Regions from separate parts of the Sus scrofa genome. Here region 1 is linked to region 2. Evidence: chromatin contacts called from public Hi-C data. All regions are on one chromosome and are shown on one strand. The core of a region is the stretch at or near the end of the contact, and the rest is flanking DNA. Distances in the headings are between cores, read along the strand shown.

What was found. Hi-C and Micro-C count contacts between places; a contact is called where the count stands out from the background.
Region 1: a Hi-C map of retroperitoneal adipose tissue shows a contact between it and region 2, with 2.0 times the contacts expected there. The contact joins two enhancer-like sites. A contact is called at or near these places in 1 of 5 promoter capture datasets (liver), 31 of 47 Hi-C or Micro-C datasets (adipose tissue, alveolar macrophages, blood and 16 more) and 2 of 2 datasets of contacts at active chromatin or transcription factors (alveolar macrophages and skeletal muscle).

The regions. Positions count from the first base shown.
Region 1 is chr13:34,270,515-34,276,309 of Sscrofa11.1, reverse strand. POC1A (POC1 centriolar protein homolog A) reads left to right here. Exons shown (of 11, transcript XM_021068878.1): 8 at 1,862-1,930; 9 at 4,186-4,284. Among named protein-coding and RNA genes, the nearest start is that of POC1A, 35 kb to the left of the region's middle. Within about 2 kb of position 3,424, at least 20 of the 83 cell types and tissues checked have an H3K27ac peak or open chromatin away from gene starts, as enhancers often do. A contact at or near this core is called in alveolar macrophages, retroperitoneal adipose tissue and spleen, where this site is marked.
Region 2 is chr13:34,144,880-34,150,483 of Sscrofa11.1, reverse strand. No RefSeq gene overlaps it. Among named protein-coding and RNA genes, the nearest start is that of RPL29, 26 kb to the right of the region's middle. Within about 2 kb of position 2,288, at least 17 of the 83 cell types and tissues checked have an H3K27ac peak or open chromatin away from gene starts, as enhancers often do. A contact at or near this core is called in alveolar macrophages, retroperitoneal adipose tissue and spleen, where this site is marked.

The sequences.
Region 1 (5,795 bases), core at 2,175-4,674, 120 kb before region 2:
TCTCTGATGGGCTGCTAACATCTTGTCCCCAACTTGGCATCTGGTGGTTGAGTGACAACAGGAAAAGAGCCTGACCCTTGAATATTTGTTTGGTTCCTTAGTTGCTGTGACTTCTTGGAAACATGCCATTCCTCAATGAGCTTTGGGCAGGCAGAGAGCCCGGCTTGTTTTTGACACTCCATGTACTGTTTTCCTTCCCTTTTCTCTCTTCCCTCTTTGTTTTTCCTCAAAATGAAAACAGTTTTATTGCTTTGTTTTGTATTAACCTAATGATGCTATATGCTTGTTAGAAATTCAAAGTATGGGAAATTAGAGATTTTTAAGACTCAAAAGTCACCTGAAATTGCCTCCCCCACCTTAAGTCCTGTCAACCGGGGGTGACTGTCAGCCTGCAAGCATATCTGAGTGATGCATGACCAGCCCCAGTCCTACAGCCAGGCCCCGAGTCCCAGCCTGTGATGCCGCAAGGAGACGTTGTTCTCATCAGTGAGAGTAGATCTCCTTTGTCCTGTTGGCTGGCCCCACCTGTGGGAGACGGCAGTGGCAGGCACAGCTGGAGGGCCCTGTCTCTGACCCCTCTTGGACACGTCACCCTTAAGAAGGGTAAATGTACAGACCCCAAGAGTCAAGTACGTCAGTGCAGGTGAAGTGCTCCGGGCAGCCCAGCCCTTGGTGGTAGCTGGCCTTGTACTTCTTCGTCACCCCCATTATGGGCGGCTTGGAGAGGCGGAGCTGTGGGTATATTCCAGAAGCCTGGGCAGACATGCTTCCTCTGCCCAGTACACCTGGGCCTAGGGGGCAGCTCTGTTTAACCTGCCTGTCTCTTCTGGGCAAGGCAGAAGCTGGCCTTGCTCCATGACCTTGGGAGCCCGCAACCTGTCAGGTCTTTCCTGGCATCAAGTGGAAGCGCTTCTCAGTCTTGCTCTTGTCCAATGTGTCGGCCCCACTGTTGGAGGCACCTCATATGGGCAGCCAGGGCTCCTGTTGCTCCCTGTGCTACTCTGGAGGGAATGAGGCGGCCCTTGGCAGTGGCTGTACTGTCATCATCCAGGAAAAGAGCCTCTTTGATCTTTCTGGTCCTGCTTGGGAATGCTGGTTGGTGGCACCCTCAAAGTCTGGCCAAAAGGAAGAGGTGGTTTGTGGTGTGCTGGATGGTTTCTTGCTTTGCGCATCTTTCTGAGATGGATGTCAAGTGTGCGAGGAAGAGCCCTCCCTTTTTACTGGGTGATCAGGCCCCCTGCCCCAGGCCTGGCTGTGCCCACTGGCCTCAGAGCACTGCTGGGCTCAGGCCTGGCATCATGCTATGGACAGTTGTGTGGTTCTTCAGCACCTGGGAAGCCAGAGCAACACGTCTTCTCCCAAAGCCCCAACGTGAGGGGAATGACGTGCCCTTTGGAGGGGTGTGTCATGTTCCTCCCCCTCCTCCATCCTGCCCTGGTCTGGACTTCCTGACTGCACCCTACCTCTGCTCCCTGGCTCTGCTGTGGGGCTCTGCACTTCTCAGGTCAGCTGCAGGGAGGAGTATGGCCTGGCTCAGGAAACTGGGTTCTAGTGCTGGTGCTGGGCCCAGCTTAAGTCCGTGCACCTCTCTGACTTGGCTTCTCCTTGGGAGGTGGGGGCAGCGTTTCCAGCCCAGCAGGGCTGTCCACGTGGAATGTCCTGCTCATTCCTGGACCACATGGCCTGGCCTTTGTCATTAGTGCTCGTGCATGGGCTCCTTTGGGTTCTCCACCAAAGGTTGGGGAGAACATGTGCAGCCCTCTGCCCTACTGCCCTTACTCAGGAGCTTCTGGTTCCTTTCTGTGCACTGAGAATCTAGAGTAACCTTTAGTGTTTGTCCTTTTTTGGTTTGTTCTCATAGGGTCCAGCCACCACCGTTGCCTTTTCAAGAACGGGGGAATATTTTGCTTCTGGAGGTTCTGATGAACAAGTAAGTAAAAAATGGTCTGAGGCGTCTCAGCTGATACTGATGAGAACAGAACAGGGGCCTGACGTGTCTTGGGGGCCGGTGGGCTGGGTTTCATCAGCTTCCTTAGTGGCTTTCAGCCGTCCTGAAGCCTGGATCATGAGCTGGGGTGCTCAGACCCAAGGCTCTTGGCTTCCCAGAGCAAGTGTGCTGCAGGCACTGACCCTGTGGCAGCATCTCAAAAGCCTTATTGCTCAAACCAGTATGGGTTGGAAGGAGTCTGGGTTATTGTTGCCATGAGAAAGTTAGGGTTTTTTTTTTAAGAACTTCTTTTTCCTGATTATAGGTGAAAAATGAGATAATCATTGGATGTTTACTGTGGGCCTGGTAATGCGGGCAACACGGTGAGAGTCAGACCTTGTTCAGTCCTCAGGCAGCCCCTTGGGGCAGGCCCTGTCTTCACCTCTTCTCTGGATGAAGAGACAGAGTCTCAGCAGACCTCGGAGCTGAAGGCTGCCTGTCCCTGGGATCCAGCCCAGAGTCTGGCACCTGGGAGGCTTCAAGGGCATTGAAGGGTCCACCCATAGGGAACCTTTCTCCAGTTCCACACAGTACTGCTTATCCAGAGAACCATATTTGCCTGAGGCAGGGAAGAAGGGGGGATGTTCCAAGTCACTGATGACCTGGTACATCGCCCAGAATGTTCATCCCATCAGGGCGAGGCCTTACAGCTCTGACTGCTCCACCCGGGAAAGTCCCACTGGCCCTGATCAGATGGACTGATTTCAGTTGAGTCGCTGCCGGGAAAGCCGAAGTTGGTTGAAGGCACAGTCTGGGTAAGAGATAGCAGGCGTCTTCCCACCCCCGCACCAGCTCCTGTGCTAACCAGATGAGAGGACCACGGAGCCTTGCCTGGGCAGAGAGGCCTGGCTTACTGCTTAGAAGACTAGAGAAACTAGTGCAGTAAACTCACACCATAAATAAAGTCATGGTGACAGGAATTCATATAGCACAAGAGGCCCGGGCCCCCTCCTCAGGCAGCCTCTGCTGTCAACTCCCTGGCTCCCTTCTGATAGTCTGCTCGGAGAGCCTTTTTGGAATGACACTTGACATTCTCTCTTCGCATTCCTTGTTGCCATTCCTCTGCTCAGAATCATGTAGCAGTTAGTCTTGTGCAATGCACAGGACCCTCTAAGCAAAGGGGTGTGTGCCAACGTTCTGTTTTAAAGGTGACAAGTGAGAGACCCTAGATGCCCATCATCTGGGAAGAGAGAAACTGCGGTGCTGCTCTGGGAGTGGAGAAGAGCCTCTCAAAGAACAAGCTCGTGGCTTTGTTCTGATGGGTTAAGAGTCTAGGGCACGTTGAATTTCCATCTTCTATGGATTCGGTGATTTTGCTGTGGCTTCTGTTGACTGTTGGCCATGATTCTCAGTTCCTGCCCCCGCTGGAAGTGACCCTAGATGAGTGTAGCCGTGTGTGGCTAACACCCTCCAGCAGGGAGCACTCTTGCCCAGCTTTTGTTGAAGGCGCCTCAGGGCATGAAGGTCCTCCTAGGGGAATGTGGAATAATGGATAGGGGTGTTACTTCTCTCTGGAGGCCAGTGTCTGAGCCTCTCTGCAGCCCTTTAAGATGGGAGCTCTGATCATCCCCTTTTCACAGATGAGGGAGGAAACAGGCCTAGAGAGGTTGAGTCCCTTGCCTAAAGCTACACAGTAAAGGATAAGCCGGGATCTTAACCCTAGTGCTCTGGCCTGGAGGCTGTATCTGAACCACTTCTCACAGTGGAGCTAGTTTGGCTGCCACCCTAAACAACTCCCCACTAAAAGTGGGGAGACATGATAAATAAGGAAAAGGGACAAAGATTAAATAACTTCTGACTCTGATGCCATGAAGGAGATAGAGGGCAATACTAGAAACTCAGAGGGAAGGCCTGTCTGGGAAGGTGGTATTAGAGCAGACACTGCAGCCTGAGGAGCCAGCTACATGAAACTTGGGCCTGAGACACCCCAGGCCCAGGGAGCAGCCAGTGCAAAGGCCTGGTGGCGATAGTGACTCCCTGTCCTGGTAGAGCACTCCGATCCTCTCGGGGTCTGTCCAAACGGTCTGCTCTCCGGGGAGGTGGGGCAGGTCCCAGAGATGAGGGGGTGTCAGGTGGGGAACACAATCCCACATCTGGCCCAGAACTTTGGGGGTGGCCTCTGGCCCATCTGTTCCATGGAGAAGGGATGATAAAGGATTTTTCTCTCCCTGATTCTGTGTGCTTGTTGGTCTCGGCAGGTGATGGTTTGGAAGAGTAACTTTGATGTCATCGATTATGGAGAAGTCCTAAGAGTGCAGAGGCCCCCAGCCACGCTGGCCAGCTCCTCCGGGACTCTGGTAAGTGACTTAGCAGCAAGTCCTGAGCCCTGTGACTGGTGGGCTGGCTCATGAACAGCACTGGGCTCGTGGGTAGTGGGGGGGCTACAGTCTAGGCCTCTGATGAGGTCTCATCATTTGCCAAAAACCGCTTATATGCTTGTGATGCTCTCTTTCAAATCCCGAAGCGGGAGTTCCTGTGGTGGCTCAGCAGTAATGGATCCATGGACTGGTATCCATGATGATGTGGGTTCGACTCCTGGCCTTGCTCAGTGGGTTAAGGATACAGCATTGCCGTGAGCTGTGGTGTAGGTTGCAGATGTGGCTCAGATCCGGTGTTGCTGTAGCTGTGGTATAGGCTGGCAACTGCAGCTCTGATTCGACCCCTAGCCGGTGCGGCCCTAAAAAGCAAAAAAAAAAAAAAAAAAAAAATCTCAAGTGAACAAACAAGATGTGAAGAGGCTGTTAGAGTAGATGCTGGGTACCTGGGCACCAGGCCCATTAGGTGGGGGTGTGTGTCCATGGCATAGGCTGCTGGTTGGTTGAAGCCTGAGGAAAGGAAGGATTTGTCCTGTGCTGAGCTTTGGGCCACAGGATCCGGCGTCAGGTTCCTAGAGGGTGCGGGGCCTAAAGCCACAGCTGGGAGGAATGGGAAGGGCCCCAGCCCTCTTCTCACTTCCCTTTTTTTTTTTAAAACCATAGAAAGGAAGTTCCTCAGCCACAAACCATTTTTAGTACCTTTGTTGGTAAAAGGGCATTCGGTATTCCTGAATTAAAAGTTAGCAATATTAATTTTGGACAAATATTTGGGAAAAAATGATAACTGATATGGTCTCGCTGAATAAGGTCACATTCAGCTTTGGCTGAAGTAAACAGTAAAGCCAAGGAGGTTAGAACCCCGAGGGTTGTAAGCTCTGCTGGCCGCAGGAAGTTTAAATCTCTCCCTCCTGGACCTTAGAGGCAGTGTGGCCTCTCCCACACACGGAAACTGGCCTGAACAACAGGAAACGGCTTGCCCAAGGCCCCCAGCAAGTCAAGGTTGGCCCAGAATAGAACCAGGAAGCCTCTGAGTCCATCCTGGGGCTTTCTTTGGCTCCTGCAGTGCGCTGCCCCCCCCCCCCCCCGCCTCCCACACCCTATACTGTGTGTTGGGGTTACCTCTAGGAACAGGCCAAGCTTGGGATTTAAAGCTTTTCTTCTGAGGGTTACCCTTGGCCCAGAGGTTCTGTTCTCCCTCCGCATTTGCTAAGGAGTGCCCGGTCCTCAGCTTTGGGGTTGACTGGGGTTGAGTGGGTTGCATGGTGGTCTACCTGATGCCATTTCACCTTCTGTCTGGAAAGAATGTGGGGTTGGGGTCCTCTGGGGTCCATGTGGCTGTCCTACAGCTTCTCTTGGGTATTTATGGTGAGCCAGGCCAAGCTAAGGCCTTTACATGTACTGCCCTGTCGTTGACCTCATCAGATGAGTGGTCAAGTTACTGCTTCATTCACAGATATGACACCTGGGGCTTAGTCGCCTGCCCTGGTGCCTGG
Region 2 (5,604 bases), core at 1,039-3,538:
AGAGTTAAAGGATCTGGATTTGCTGCAGCTGAAGTATAGGTTACAGCTGTGGCTCGGATTCATTCTCTGGCCCAGGAATTTCTATGTGCTGCAGGTGTGGCCATAAAATTAAAAAAAAAAAAAAAAAGAATATGGGTTCAGTTAAGAGTGGGGCCTGGTGATGGTGACCTTGGTGGCCCGGAGCTCTGCCCAGGATCGGCTCAGCAGAGTTGGTACAACAGGACAGGCTGAGACGCTGTTCCACTCACAGCTGTGTGGCCTTAGGCCGGGAGTGCCACCTCTCTAGGCATCTGTTTGCTTGTCTATGGACTGGGCACACAGCAAAATTTCAGTATTTGATGAACACATGAATGAATAAGAAGCTGGTCTAGAGGGTGTGCAATCCCTGTGACTCAAACCCTCTAAAGTTTCTCTCCTCATTCAAGCCACAAGGCTCTCTGCCCAGGTATGTGCCAGCAGAGATGGCCACTGGCCTTGGGATGAGGTGGACAGAAGCTCTGGGAATGGTCAGGGCAGGCAGGAGCTACAGCGGAGCTGAGAAGCTGGGACCTTGATGGGGTGATGGGTGACAGAGCCTTGGAGGGAAGGCATAAAGACTTCAGGATGACAGGTGGAGTGTCCATCCCTGAACATTCCTGGTGTGCGAGAACCCCAGCCTGCCTGGGGGCAGCACGCCGTCCCCAACTTCCCCACACCCCAGCAGCTTCTCCTGAAACCTGCTCGGCTCTAACCGTCTGTCACCGGGGCTGGTGATTCACACGCTCCGTTCCTCTTTCCTCTTCCTGACTAATTATAGCTCCTGCGTGTTTTTCCCCCTGGAAAAAATGTCTTCTTAAAAAAATATATCCCCAAGCCAGCAGTGGTTAACTTGGTGAGCAGTGTGCAATTCAGATGTACTCTGAGGACGGGAGGGTTCCTGGTGTGGGGAGATGTCTTCTGTCCAAAAGAGGAAGGGACAGGCGTGGGACTCGGGGTGGCTATGGGACACTTCAAGTAGCAGAAGCTCTGCCCACCCCCCACTCCACCTGTTATGACTCTGGGGACCCTGAGGAATTGCAGTCACAGTAACAGTAATGGGGACTCTATGGAGCACTGTGTGCTGGGCACAGTGCCAACTGTTCACTACGTGCATTGACATCTCTCCTCTGACACCTGCTGAAGTAGGCCCTGCTGGCCCCACTCTGGACAAGAGGATATGAGCTCAGAACCCTCCTGGGGTCACACAACCATCTGTGGTGGGGTCAAATGTGAAGCCTGGGGCACCAGGAGTTGTGGCAGGTAGGGACCAGGGCCAGTGGCCTGAGAAGAGGGAGGCCCAGGGCCATTAGCCCCTCCAGGCACATGGCCCTCTGGCCTGTTTCTCCCTCCCCCGGCTTCTGGGAATCCAGCAGTTCCTCTGGAACTGGGCCAGAGTTGAGACCACAAGTGTTGTCTGAGCTCTTCGTGGGGCCCAGTGAATACACGTTAGAGCAGATGTCTGAGCAGGCGCCCTGGCCAGGTGGGGAGGGGAGACACTGCTGGGACCTGGTTCTAGAGCAACAGAGACAGAGAGGCCGAGATATGGGAGACCAGGTCAGGGAGCCAGACAGAGATAGAGAGAGGGGCAGAGATGGAAACAAACAGAGAGACAGGGTCAGGTCTGAGTCAGAACCCAAAGGACCAAGATAACCCCAGAGAGAAGAGACAGAGACACAGGGCAGGGGACTGAGGCCCAGACTGAGCAGCAGGGACAGCTGCAAAGGGAGAGGACCCCAGACCTGGCATGGCCAAGGGGCTAGATCAGCCAGAGAACCAGAGGCCTGGGGACTAGGAAAGAGTTGGGAGGGAGGGATTGTTGAAAAAATGGTGAGGAAAGAGATGGAGGCCCAAGACCGCATGAGGTCAGGCTCTGCTGGCAGGGAAGGGTGGCTGTGGACACTCCAGGCCTGGTGTAGGAGTTGGGAGCATGAGGCCTCCTCATTTCTATCAATCCAGGAAGACTGCCTGGGGAGGTGGCTCCAGAGGGGGTGAGCACATGGGCATTAGGAGAGCTGAGGTGCATGGATCAAATGAGCAGGGTGGAGGCAGGAGGGGGGCATCCCAAGAGGGCTCCCCTGGAACCACCTCTCTGAAGCTAGCCTGTGCCCCCCTCTCCACCAATGCCAAGGCCAAGACCCACTCCAAGGGCTGAGGAAAATCCAGGCAGAGCTAGGCCTCTACTTTTCTCCTGGGGAGGAGTTTGTGCGGTCAGCCTGAGGCCAGAGGCCTCCTGCCTTGTCCAGCAGAGCCACCAGCCTCCCAGCAGGGAACAGGAGGGAGGCAGGTTCAGTGGGCAGCCTTCCCTGGTGTCAGGCTGGGACAACCCCCCACACCCCATTCCCCACCAGCCATTAGGAAAGACACCCCCTCTACAGCCCCCAAGGCTAGGGGTCTGTCCCACTCAGACTTCTCAGGCAGAGCCAGGAATCTCTCAACTTAGGACAGGACTGTGCTTCCTTCCCCTGACCTTCAAGGCAGGGCCTGTGCTCCCCTCAGACCCTCCAGGCTAAGGGAGGACCCCTTCCCCAGGCCCCTCATCCCACTTTGCCTTGGCAGCCCAAGAGGTGTCGACAGCCCTGCTAACCACAGGCAGGCTGGCCCTGGCTCCAGCCATCACCTCCCCCCAAGTCCTCTGGACACCTGACACGGCTGCTGCCTGCCCTGGATCAGGGCCCAGTACCCAGGGCCTGTAAGCCAGGCAGCTGTCGCGATTTCCGGCTCAGGGGGCCTCCAGGGCTAACACCTCTTAGCCACTTTCTCATTTTGACTCTCCCGGCCAAGTCTGGGCTTTTCTGGGGTCGGTGTCTGGATCCTGGAGCATCTGTCATGGGAGGGGAGGGAGTCACAGCAGGGAGCAGGTGGCCTTGAGTGGCCTTGAGCCCAGAAGACCAGCACAGGCTCCCAGGATATGCCCTTGAGCCTTAGGGATGAGGGAGGAAGTGGCTGCCGACCCCTGGGAGGGGGGGTTCACCAAGGCAGGAGGAAGGTGTCCCTGTAGGCCCCTCATTATTGGTCCAGCCACCCAAGAGGGCTGGGGACACTATGGCGATCAGGGCATTTTGATGGAGACACCTGGTTTACGGATCCCTGAGATAAACCAAGAAACCTCCTTTTATAATGACATAACAGGGTAGGGTTTGGAGTCTGACAAACCAGGTCTCTTCAGCTCAGGCTCTGGAGACATGACCAAGCCTCAGTTTCTTCGTCCATAAAATGGTGCTTCCAGTAACTCCTTTCTCAAAGAATGCTGTGAACAATTGAGATTTCACACATGAAACTGAAACATGAACGGCTCTGCTTTAGCAGCTCAGGTCCCACCAGAGGCTCCAAATTCCTCCCCAGAATCCCCTCAGGGCCCCTCCCCATAGGAGAAGATAGGCAGCCCTCAGACCCTTGGTGCAGCCTGGGGCAGACTAAGCTGAGGTCTGAGGGGAAAGACAAGGCCTGGGTGGGGATAAGGAGCTAGGAGAGCCGGGTGGTGGTCCCCTCCTGGGTGGGACTGCTGGCCAGCCCACAGTCCCTTACCTCGGGCCTCTGAGCCACAGGGATTGGACTGGCTGAGCACCTCAGTCACCCTCTGCACCCCCACCCTGGCTCCAGCCTCCTTCCAGGCCAGCTTGGCCTTTGGCCCCAGCTCCTCTGACAAGAAGAGAGGGAGGACACTGGGCCACCCTCATCTCAGACCATTTTTAGCCCCCAAGGAACTCGGCGTCCTCCCAGCAAGGGTGCGTGGGTCGTAGCTGGGTATTAATAGCTCAGTTGACTGGGACTTTCGCAGCCAAACCCTGGAGGCCTTGCATCCTGGGCGGGCTGGGCAGCCCTCTCCTCGTCCACACATCCTCCACTGGCTCTCGTGCATTCCTGTCCCCCAGGTCTTCTCTCACCTCCCTGCAGCCCTCACCCTCTTACACATGCTGGTTCCCCTCTTGGCTGAATCTCCCTGTGCTCCCCTTGGGGAGGAGGAGACCTCCTGGGTCAGGGCCCCAGCAGTGGGTGAATGGCTGAGACTGGTCCATGACCAGGCCCCGTGGGAGATGAGAACAGAGAGGCCTGTGATAAGGCTTCCTCCTTGGCACCCTTCTCTGCCTGCTGGCCTCTCATTCCTGCTTGCCTCCTCCACCCCAACTCCCCCACCAGCTGCTGTGTGGGCTCATCCCCAAATCTCTGGTCATGCTGGGCCCAGAACAGAGAAGAGGCAGGAAAACTCAGCTGGCAGAATGGAGGCCTGGAAAATGTGCCCAGGACGATGCTGCCTGCACATGGCTCAGGTGGGACAGCAGATGCCTGAAGAGCCTGAAGGACCGCCTCTCGGGGCAGTCTGGGAAGTGAGAGGACCCTGGGCAGTGACTGGGGACCTAGGGCCTCGCCACAGTTCTTCTTCTGAGACCCCCTCCAGAAAGATCAGCACACAGCTGATGTTAACCTCTGACCTCTGACCCTACCTCAGCCTGAGTCCTGACCTTGACCCCAGAGAGCCTGGCTCATCAGGTTCTGAGTCATGGCCCCTGCCCTCTGAACCCTGACTCTAAGCCAAGACTGGACTTCTGACCATTGGACAAGACTGAAGCTCAACCCTCTGATCTCTGACCTCAGCTCCAGTTTAAGTCTAAGCCCTTAAGCTCAAGTTGAATGTGGGCCACCATCCTCTGGTTCCCACTCCAGACTGAGTATTCAAGCCAGTTCCAGGTTTAGCAAGGACTGGTCCCTTCTTGCCTTTCTGAGCCTCAGTCCTGAGCTTATCCAGTCTCCTAGCTCTCTACTCAGCCTGGAGGAGGCCCTGAGTGCTCCTCACAATCCCTCAGCCACCCCCACCCCAAGTTTTGAAGCAAGCTGACACAAGGAGCACATCACACTAGGCGATTTATGACTTGGACGAGCAGAGGCCTGAAACATATGCTATTTCTGGGCTGGATCTTGTTGTTTGGACCAGGGGGAAACACAGCCCACAGCAGAGGGAAGGGAAACACAGATGGGCAGATGGGCCCTCGTGTTCCCAGACACCACATGGTGGGGCACAGGGGCCCCAGGTGACCTGGGGCTGGGGCCATGCTCTTCTGGGGCAGATAAGCAGATGTGCCCATTCTGACCTGGAGGAAACAAATCATGAAAAATGGGACACTCTCCCCAACTCCTGCACATCGTTTTCTTTCTAGCTGCAGATCCCATACTCCCAGCAGCTCAGAGTGGAAACTGGGTCCAAGTCCCATCTCTCCTCTCCACAGACTGTGAGCCCTGGGGCAGGTCGCTTAGCCCTGGCCTCCAACAACGTCAGCAGCCTCATCTGTAAAATGGGGATGTGACGCTACTTCCTCGTGGGGTTCTATGAGGACAACCAGAATCTCGGCGGCAAAGGCCCTGTGCATGCCTGGCACATGTCAAGAGCTCACTATAGAGGCGCTCCTAAGATTTTATCAAAGATCAAAGCCCAGCTGTTCCATTTGGAGGGTCAGTAGCCTCCCCCTTCCATTCCCACTGCAGGATTCCTGGGGGACACAGTTTGGAAACCCTTGACCTAGATTCTGGGCTGGCAGTAGGACCAAAAGTAGCATTAGCTGATGATTACAGGAGCCGGAACAGCATGGAATT